Regions from separate parts of the Oryctolagus cuniculus genome. Here region 2 is linked to region 1. A link is a contact called in public Micro-C data. All regions are on one chromosome and are shown on one strand. The core of a region is the stretch at or near the end of the contact, and the rest is flanking DNA. Distances in the headings are between cores, read along the strand shown. Region 1 overlaps ELMO1 (engulfment and cell motility 1). Region 2 holds the start of ELMO1 (engulfment and cell motility 1).

Region 1 (4,479 bases), core at 951-3,450:
GGAGAGGAAGCCAAAATAAACCTTAATCTTTGCTTGTAGCTCTTCTCCAGCATATCAGTTGTAGTTTAAAAAAAAAATCACCACTTAGGAACGTCCCCTTCTAATTTTTTTTAATTAAAAAAAAAAGTATCCATTTATGTAGTAAACACTGTTCACTAGTCACTGGGCAAGAAGCACTCAAAGACAAAGGAGAGGGATAGACATTCGGTGCAGTGGTTAAGTCTTAGCTTAGGATGCCCACATCCTTGTATCGGAGTGACTGGTTCAACTCCTGCCTCTGCTTCCGATCCAGCTTCCTGCTAACATGCACCCTAGAAGGCAGCAGATGATGCTTCGGGTAGCTGGGTCCCTGCCACCCAAGGTGGAGACCCAGTCTAGGTTTCTGGCTCCTAGCTTTGACCTGGCCCAGCCCTGGCTATTGTGGGCATTTGTGGGAGTCAACCAGCATATAGAAGACCTTTCTTATTCTCTCTCTCTCTCTCTCTCTCTCTCTCTCAATTTAAGAAGGTAAATAAGTAAACACAAGAAAGACAGATTCTTTGAGTCCGGGACCATGAATGTGCACTCTGCACGAGCTCTCTGGGTGACTCTTGTACACTCTCAAGACCGAGCACCACTGGCTCAAATTAGCAGACAGTGACAATGCAAGGAGGTCAACGGAGGGATACTCAGGATTTCAAGAGAACACACAGCAGCAATGCCTAACCCAACTTCTGAAAATACCTTTTAGGGAAATAGTAGCTATCCAGATTAAAATGAAGCAAAGAGCTTTTCAAATGAAACTAATAGGCAATGGGGGGATGGGAGCTGGTTTATGTGTTCCTTATTGAACAAAGTAGATGATTAGGAGAAAACTCAAGTTATCATCATTGCTTCAATTCTTCGTTGCACGTTCAAATACAATTCTAGCAGATTCTGGGTCAGGGTGTCTGGAGAAACACCTGAGACTGCATTTCTAAGGCACTCCCAGGTTATGCCCACATACCTCGTCCTCAGCCACATAATGAGAGGGACTTGGGTCCATGCCCCCATGGAGCCTCATGCAGAGTTCAGAACTCCTGTCCATCTGTAAGGAACCCTCATTCACCTCTTGGAAGCCATTCTCCTCTTAGGCTGCAGCCAAGCCTAATCTTAACTACATTTAGTCTGCATCAAGTATCTCCAAACATTTTTTAAGGTAAAATTCAATTAATTGGCTTTTTCAAACCACACATGAAAAAGAACAGGCCTGTTCCTGCCTGACACACGCATGGGAAACTAGTGAGCATGTCTATGTGTCTGCACTTGCATGGGTTGCTTCTAAAGATCACACACACGCCGAAAAAAACACCTTGGAGATCAACTGACATGACAGTGATGTGCTGATCTGACAACAATTCCCAAAATGTGTTCTTCCTTACATTCAAATTCAAGCTCAACTGATTCTGATTGGACCTCTATATTTCATTCCAATGTTTTTTAAAGACTCACACAATGCAACAAAACACTTGCAATGGTCTTCAAGCAGATAATAAGACCAGGAAAAAATTGCTAAATTATAATCATAAAATAGTGTCTGGAACATAAACAAAGATTGAAGTTGCCATGGTATTCTAACTTTGAAAATGTAGAAAACTATCTAGAATCCTATATTATATGCTTTTTGAGACTTGTAAGTATATATTTAGTCTCGATCCTGTCTTCCTTCAATCATTTCCTCCAGAATGACTATGGTAAAGTGAGGACAAAATAACCACCCTGAGATAACCTATAATCAAACAGTAAATGAGAACCATGCCACACGACTATCAAGACCCGAGCTAAAGCATGCCCTTGTAGATCAAGATCATTCTTATAAATCTTCCTGATTTTTTCTTCACTAAATATTTACTGAGCATTCACTACATGCCACAAAATATGCTAGACACATAGTGAATTTTACCCTCATAATAAAATATAATTGGCTGAGGTCCAAGATTGAGCCTTTCTATGTGAATTTCATGATCAAGCTGCTAATGTAACAAAGCACCAATGTGTTTGGTTGTTTCTGCAAAAAGCCAGGCAGAAAATGATTCTGAAAACTAAAGTTTTGTGTTGCCTATGTGAGAAGCATCTGCACATATTCATGAGTCACTGAGAGGCAGGGCCGGGACAGCGTCCACTGTGTCAACTGCCCAGAGCTCAGTCCAACTGCCCCTCCTGCCTCCCCCACAGCTTCAGACACAAACCCTGTATTGACACAATCCAAGTAGATGTTGGAAGAGTACAAGTCTCCCATCCATCGCCACTGTATGTGGTACAGAAATCAAACCACACTGCAACTATTATTGCACAGATTTTTCATCACAGCCAGAGAGAGAAAGGGAAAGAAAAGACCTATCCAAAGACTATGAAAATTCTAATATCAGAGGGAAACTGAAAATAACTGCCCAAATAGTGGCCGAGTTACTAACCTGGTCAATTTCCATGAGCTTGGGGTAGGCGCCGGGCCATTCTATGGCCACCTTGACGATGTCCGCAGGTGGCGGCATTGTAAGCCCCGGAGTTGTCCAAAGCCAGTGGAACTGGGAATCCTACTGCGTAGACAGCTGCACGTGTCTAAACCTAATGGGGAATGAGAAAAAGAGAAAGAGAAGTCGCTCAGTATAAACGCAGGGCGAATTTTGCTTCATCACTTCCTGTTTTCACTGGCAGTTTAGGTATGAGAAACAGCTCCCTTTGGCGCTCGGGTACTGAAGACACAGGGGTGCAGCCAATGGCACCACAGGCTCCTGGGGAAAGAAGAAAGATGGGGGGGTGGGGCGGTGCCAACGCCCTAGAGTCCAAGCCACCAGAAAATGCTGCCCTGGAGCAACAGCCCGCACAAGCCCTCGGTACCAAGAAAGCTGCCCCATAGCACCAGGTTGTGCTCAGAATGGTGCCCAGGGTCTGAACCAGCAGGGCTTACTCTGTCCAGAGACGCATGTAAATGCCTGGTGCTGAACAGTCTCCGGAAACACAGATTGCCCAGGAAGTCATGGTCAGGAAGCAGCTTTTATTTAAAGCATTTTCTGTGTGTCACAAATAGGTTTCTGCACTATAGCAACCAGGATATCATGAGGAACAAGAAATACCCCAAGAGTTCACACACGTGCACTCCCTCCCCAAGGTCAATCCACACAATGCGCCTTCCAGGAAGACAAGAAAGGGCACACATGCAGAAAGGATGGCAATCGGAAGAGGCCTTGAGTTCTCATTTGAATGAACCCTGCAGCTTACACAAAGGAAGTAACAATTATTCTCTACTGCATCTTCCCAGGTTACCCCAATTCTTCTTTCAATTTGTATTTTTGAACAGGCAAAGCAGTCCCATGATTCAAACCTGTGTGTGTGCGTCTTGGGGTGTATGAAGACAGAGTGGCAAGTCTCTCTCTGCCCATGTCGCCCAATACCCTTCCACTTCCTAACCCTCCAGCTATACAAAATTATTCACTTCTTAGGTAGCCCTCCGACACTGATTTACATATGGAAGACAAATACAAAATACAGTATTTCTTTTCCTCTCTTTTTATATAAAAGGTAGCACTGCTTTTTTAATTAATATATCTCCTAAATCTTTCTCTGTTGCTACAAAGAGAGCATCTTCATTCTACTTACAACTGCACAGTTCGTCTGATGGATGTATCCTCTGTGATGAACCAGTTTTCTGTTCTGGGCTTTCTGGCTGATTTTTTCTGCCCGTAGCTATTATAAACAAGCTTGAGATGCACAAATTTATGCATGCATCATTTTTCACATGTGCAAGTCCATCTTCACAAGCAAAATCACTGGATCATAGGGTATATGCAGGTAATCATAAATTTTGATAGTGATTTCTGAATATCCATTCCCTCTGGCAACTCATGAGGTTGCCTGTTTATACACAGCCTCACCCACATTTGGGATTTTTACAAACCTGACAGATTGAAAAACATATAACTCAATGTGCTTTTAACTGGCGGTTCTCTTAGTGGCTTGAAAGAGGAAAAGTCATATATGTTCAATTTTCTGTGAACTGTCCAAACCTTGCCCCTTTTCTATTGGGTCTTGGCCTTCTTTTAGACACTGATCTCTGTATGAAGATTTTAATCAAACGTGCATTTGTAAGCCTTGCAACCAGAGTAAGCCTTGTCTGTTACTATCCCAGATCTCAATAGCAGTTGGACATGACTGAGACAACAGGAAAGCAGAGTTAATACTGGAAGCCTCAAAGCAACACCAGGAGTTATATAAATACCTAACTTCGGCAGCACTGACAAGCAAAGGAAATGAACCAAAACAAAGCTGCCCGCTCCCTTGGTCAAAGATGATTAGGGCAGCCTGCTGTGAGGCTAATTGGTAGTAACCAGCAAGGGTCAATCTACAAAGCAGTGGTTTAGTCACTCATCCAACAAAGAATTATTGCATCTCTACTCTGTGCCAGCTGAGGATCCAGCAGCAAATCTGGGTGTGAGGTGGCAAAAAGGGACATGGAAACATATA
Region 2 (4,479 bases), core at 1,466-3,965, 100 kb after region 1:
GCTCAAAAGTCTTCACTGTGACTCATCTCCCGCTCAAGCCCACCACAAGCACCTGATGTTCCTATCAGGCTTTGCATCGAATTCCCGGGAGAGATGCACTCCCAGCCACCCTGGCCTAGTCCAGACCGGACTGCAAGAGCAACCCTAGGCCGGTGGGTCAGCGCGTACCAAGTAAAGTTCACTCCTCGTGTCATTTTAATACTGAGGTCTCTGCCTTATGACCAGAATGGGCAACCTGTGTGAGAGCATGTTCCTGAACCTGTACCCAAAGCATGACAAGAACACCCCCTCTTCCATCCCTAAAATAAAGGCTACCTGTGTCTCCAGCTGGTGAAGTCACAGCTCTGGAAACGAGTCCCCGTGGTCTCCTTTGCTGCAAATAAATTACTTTGTGTGACAACTTCTGGTGCACTTCTTGACTGAACCCGCCAAGTGGGCCCACAATTTGGCATGGGTTAACAATAAGAAAGAGCGAGGTTCAAAGGTCAGCTATAAAAAAAAAAAAGAATTCTGCCACCTGCCTGCAGAGGATGTAGCCTTTAACTTATGGCCCCCAGGTCGGTAACTGGGTGACAATAATCCTTGAAACAACCTTGAGAAGTGGGCATGGAGGTGAAAGAAAATGCGAAAAATTATGACCAGGGAGGCCATTAACAATGGCTGCTGGCAACTTTCACAATCATAAAGAGAGTGTGAGTGCCCTGGTCCCCCGAGTTCCCCAAGGGGCTCTCAAAGAGAGCATTAATTGCTTTTATTTTACAGAAGCTGAAACAATTAAAAAAATTCCTTCACGGCCCCATCCACTCCCACCCCCCAGAATCACAAACTCCTGTCTTAGGTTCCCCAAGCCTTAACCTTAATGCAGAAGGTTCGCATCACTCCGGGCCAGCGGCCCTGGCAGGTCCCTCCCTGGTCGGGGGCGTGGGGGCGTGGGGGCGTGGGGAGGGGGGGGGCAGGCATCATGAAAGGCACTCAGGGAGTCTCTGGAGCTGTCCAGAGGCCCTCAGCGCGGGGTCACCACGGGGCGCCAAGCCCCGCAGCCTTAGGTCAAGCGGGTCTGGCGGTCATCAACAAACAGCTGCCAACTTCAAAAGGTCCCCAAGCGGGCGAGGGTCACTCGGCGGGGAGTCGGCGGCTGCGGAGCTCCCCCGCGGTCACACACACAGGCGGACGCGCGTGCACACATACACACACACACACACATACACGCGCGCGCAACAGACACACGCGCACAGACACACGCGCGCGCGCCCGCGGCACAGCCCGGACTTCCCAACCCCAAACACACGCGCGCACCCCCGGGCCGACTGAGTTCTCTATTTTCTCTTCCTTACAGCGACTCAGGCGGCCGCGGCCGCCCAGCTCCGCTTGGGCTCCAGGCCCCAGGCACTCCGCCCGCCGTCTCCCTTCCCTGAAGGCGCGCCCGGTGCGTCCCCTCTCCCGAGCCGGGATTGCCATCGAAGACCACCCCCCTCGGCCGCGCCAGGCCGCCTTTCCCGGTCCCAGCGGGGACCGCGGCTCGTCTCCAGGTGGCGGGTACTGGCTAACGAGAGCCCCAGGCGCTCCCGGCTGCGCACACCGCCCCCTGCCGCCCCTGCGGGCCCCCAGCCCGGTAGTAGCCCATCACTTCCCCCGCCCAGGAGCGCGCTCGCCGGGGGATTCCCTCCCATCGCCTAGTGCCGAGAAAACCCCGGCGTCGGCGCGGCCAGCCGCGTCTCTCTCACAGCTTCCCGGGTCTCTGACCCCCGGGGATCCTGACTCCAAGCTCCCAGCTTCACACTCCGCGGTCCCCAACACCCCTGTGGCAGCCGCGCGGCGCGCCGGCGCCCCCTCCAGCCGACCCAGGTGGAAACAGCCCCGCGGGTTCCCGGGCCCCGGCCCTGCGCTCCATCCCCGACCACCTCTCCCCGCCGCCCGCTCTGCCCAGACTTCGCCAACTGCAGGGCGCCCCGACGCGCCCGCAGCCCTCACCCGGCCAAGCGCCGCGGCCACCCCCGCGCCAGCCGCGGCGCCCCCAGGGAGGGAACAAAAGTGTCTCCGCGGCGTCCGGAGTCCCCCGGAGCGGGACGCCTCCCCCGGAGCCCGAGCCCCAGCCCCCTCCCCGGCCGCGCTGAGGTCAACGAGTCAGGGCGCGGCGCCAGCCCAGGAAACTTTACGAACCTGCCCGGGGTCGCAGGACAGCGGCGGCGGCGGCGAGGGCTCCAGATACCAGAGCTCTAGCGACCCGCGACTACGGAGCGCGGTCCGGGGGTCTGTCGCTCAGCTCCGGGCCGCGGCGGGGTGTGTGGCTCGGGCTCTACCCCGTGCCCATCCTCGCCCGCTCCTGCTCGCCGAGAACACGCACTTACACTCTGGGTCGGCCGGCTGCTGCGCCGCCGGCTGCTGCTGCTCTCACTTCCTCTTCCTTCCTCCTGCTGGCCAGAGACACATTTTGCATCTGCAAGGCATCCCGAGAGCAGCCGCGAACTCTCCTGCCGAGCGGACGCTGCGGAGTTGCCGCCGCCCCCGGCACCTGCGCCCGGACACGCGTGGTTGGCGCGTTCGCCTCCCGCCCGCGCGCGGGGCCTGCCCACCGCACTTGGCCTCGGAGGCGGGCGTGGGGTGGGGGTGCCCACGACTTTTTGAAGTCCCCCTCCTTAAAGAGAGGGAAATATCAAACACCGTGCATGCCTCAGATCTGCTATAAATAATATGTGTGCGGAGCATGACTTTCCCGATGAGCTCACACAAGGCGTTTTGCAGGCACTAATTAACTCCGTCACCCTCGTAGCGCCACCTCCGGGAGGCCGAGAGCGCGTGGCATCTTTTTATATGCGTTCATTTTTGGCAAGGGGTTGGGGATTTTGAGGGGAAACTTTGGTGGGCTGTTACAGCTACTTGAAGAGGCTGGTGTGTTTGTTTTGACGCCGTGCCTCTACCCTTGGACGGCGTAGCAAAAATAACAGCAGAGCGTTTCCTCTGCCTCCCTAGTCACCTATGCGTTTGCTGACCCCGTAATTCAAGTCACAAGGTTTACTTCTAATCCAGTGATCCAGGGACTCCCTCACTTGGCATAATTTTTGCATAAAGCAAGAGACGTTCTGCCCCCCAATTTGGCATTTAGGAAAAAATTTTTAATTCATGCAACCTTCCTGAGTCATTTTTAAAGCAGAAATCTCGCGCGTTAGCTCCCAGCCCAGCTGGCAGAAGGGGAAAAACAGTTGTTGGAAGGTGGCTGGAGAAATGCCTGCCCTCCCCAAATTCAGAAATGTCTACATTGGCTCCCCGGGAAAAGGCATAGGCAGCTGCCGTGCAGTCGCTTCTAACCGGCAAAGAACATAAATTGTTGGCAGGAGGCAGCGGACTGTAAGGTGGAGGGCCATGCTCCCAGTGAGGCTCATTCTGCACCCCTCCCCCTCCCCCCAATTTTCACATTGGGATGATGGCCTTTTAGCAGCCCGGAGCCACAAGTAGGTGCTGAGCCCCAGACATGCGCCTACTGTAACTGTAAAATCTGCACAGGACTTAGTATGAAAAACGGCATGTACACTAGCGTGCTAATTTATCTTTACATTGATTACGTCATTTCAATAAATGACAATACAGTCCTTTAACTGTAATGGGTCACGGGTTAATGTAGTGGGCTGATATATAAATACACACATATATATTTGAAATTACCATTTTTTAAAATGCAGCTTCTAGAAAATATAAGCATATACACATGGCTCTCATTAGTGGATCACATTATATTGCCAGCTAACAGCCCTGATCTAACCCCTTATTCTATGCAGAACTCCAGGAGGCAGTATTAGTAGCAGGATGCCTGGGTCTAGCTAATTTTAAGCCAGTAACTTAAAGCAGGGTTATCCCAGGGAAGTAACTTAACTTCTTTATTTCCTTGTCTATAAAACATAATGATAGAATAAAAACCATCAACAGGGCAACTATTAAATGAGGTAATTTAGTAAGCAGTCAGTAAATGAAGGTTTTACTAATGATGCCATGAGACACTCAGAGTGATAAGTATGAATTTGATCTACAACTCCCTAGATAAGACATACACAATTGTTACCTTTAGGGCAGGCATTGTGAGAGCTCAGTGAATGTGAGCTGTTCTAAGTGTCCCTTCTTGGCACAGAAGTCCCTTGCAACCTTTGGTCCCAATTCTGCCCTCTGCAGGCAACAGGGAGTAAGTTTTGTCCATCCTCTGTGAAATGATTTTTCAGATCTTTGAAATACAGCCTTCAGATTCAATCTAAACAATCTCTTTGGAGGATTAAACATTATCAGTTACTTGTGATATGGTTTCAAATCTCTCTCACCTTAGCCATCTTCTTCTTGAAAGACACATGTCTCTACCCTGTAAAAAACAAAATGGTTGGGGCCAGTGCTGCGGTGTATAGGTTAAGCCTCTGCCTGCAGTGCAGGCATCCCATAGGGGCGTGCTTTTAAGTCCTGGCTGCTCCACTTCCAATCCATCTCCCTGCTAATGGCCTG

Evidence for each region. A called contact is a pair of places that touch in the nucleus more often than the background predicts.
Region 2: a Micro-C map of ear pinna shows a contact between it and region 1, with 2.2 times the contacts expected there. The contact joins the promoter of ELMO1 here to the enhancer-like site in region 1. A contact is called at or near these places in 2 of 6 Hi-C or Micro-C datasets (ear pinna and an unstated tissue).

The regions. Positions count from the first base shown.
Region 1 is chr16:27,705,596-27,710,074 of mOryCun1.1, forward strand. It overlaps ELMO1 (engulfment and cell motility 1), which reads right to left. Exons shown (of 22, transcript XM_070059727.1): 2 at 2,433-2,583. The coding sequence starts at 2,510. Among named protein-coding and RNA genes, the nearest start is that of ELMO1, 100 kb to the right of the region's middle. Within about 2 kb of position 2,201, at least 2 of the 8 cell types and tissues checked have an H3K27ac peak or open chromatin away from gene starts, as enhancers often do.
Region 2 is chr16:27,806,776-27,811,254 of mOryCun1.1, forward strand. ELMO1 (engulfment and cell motility 1) reads right to left here and starts at 2,716. Exons shown (of 22, transcript XM_070059727.1): 1 at 2,349-2,716.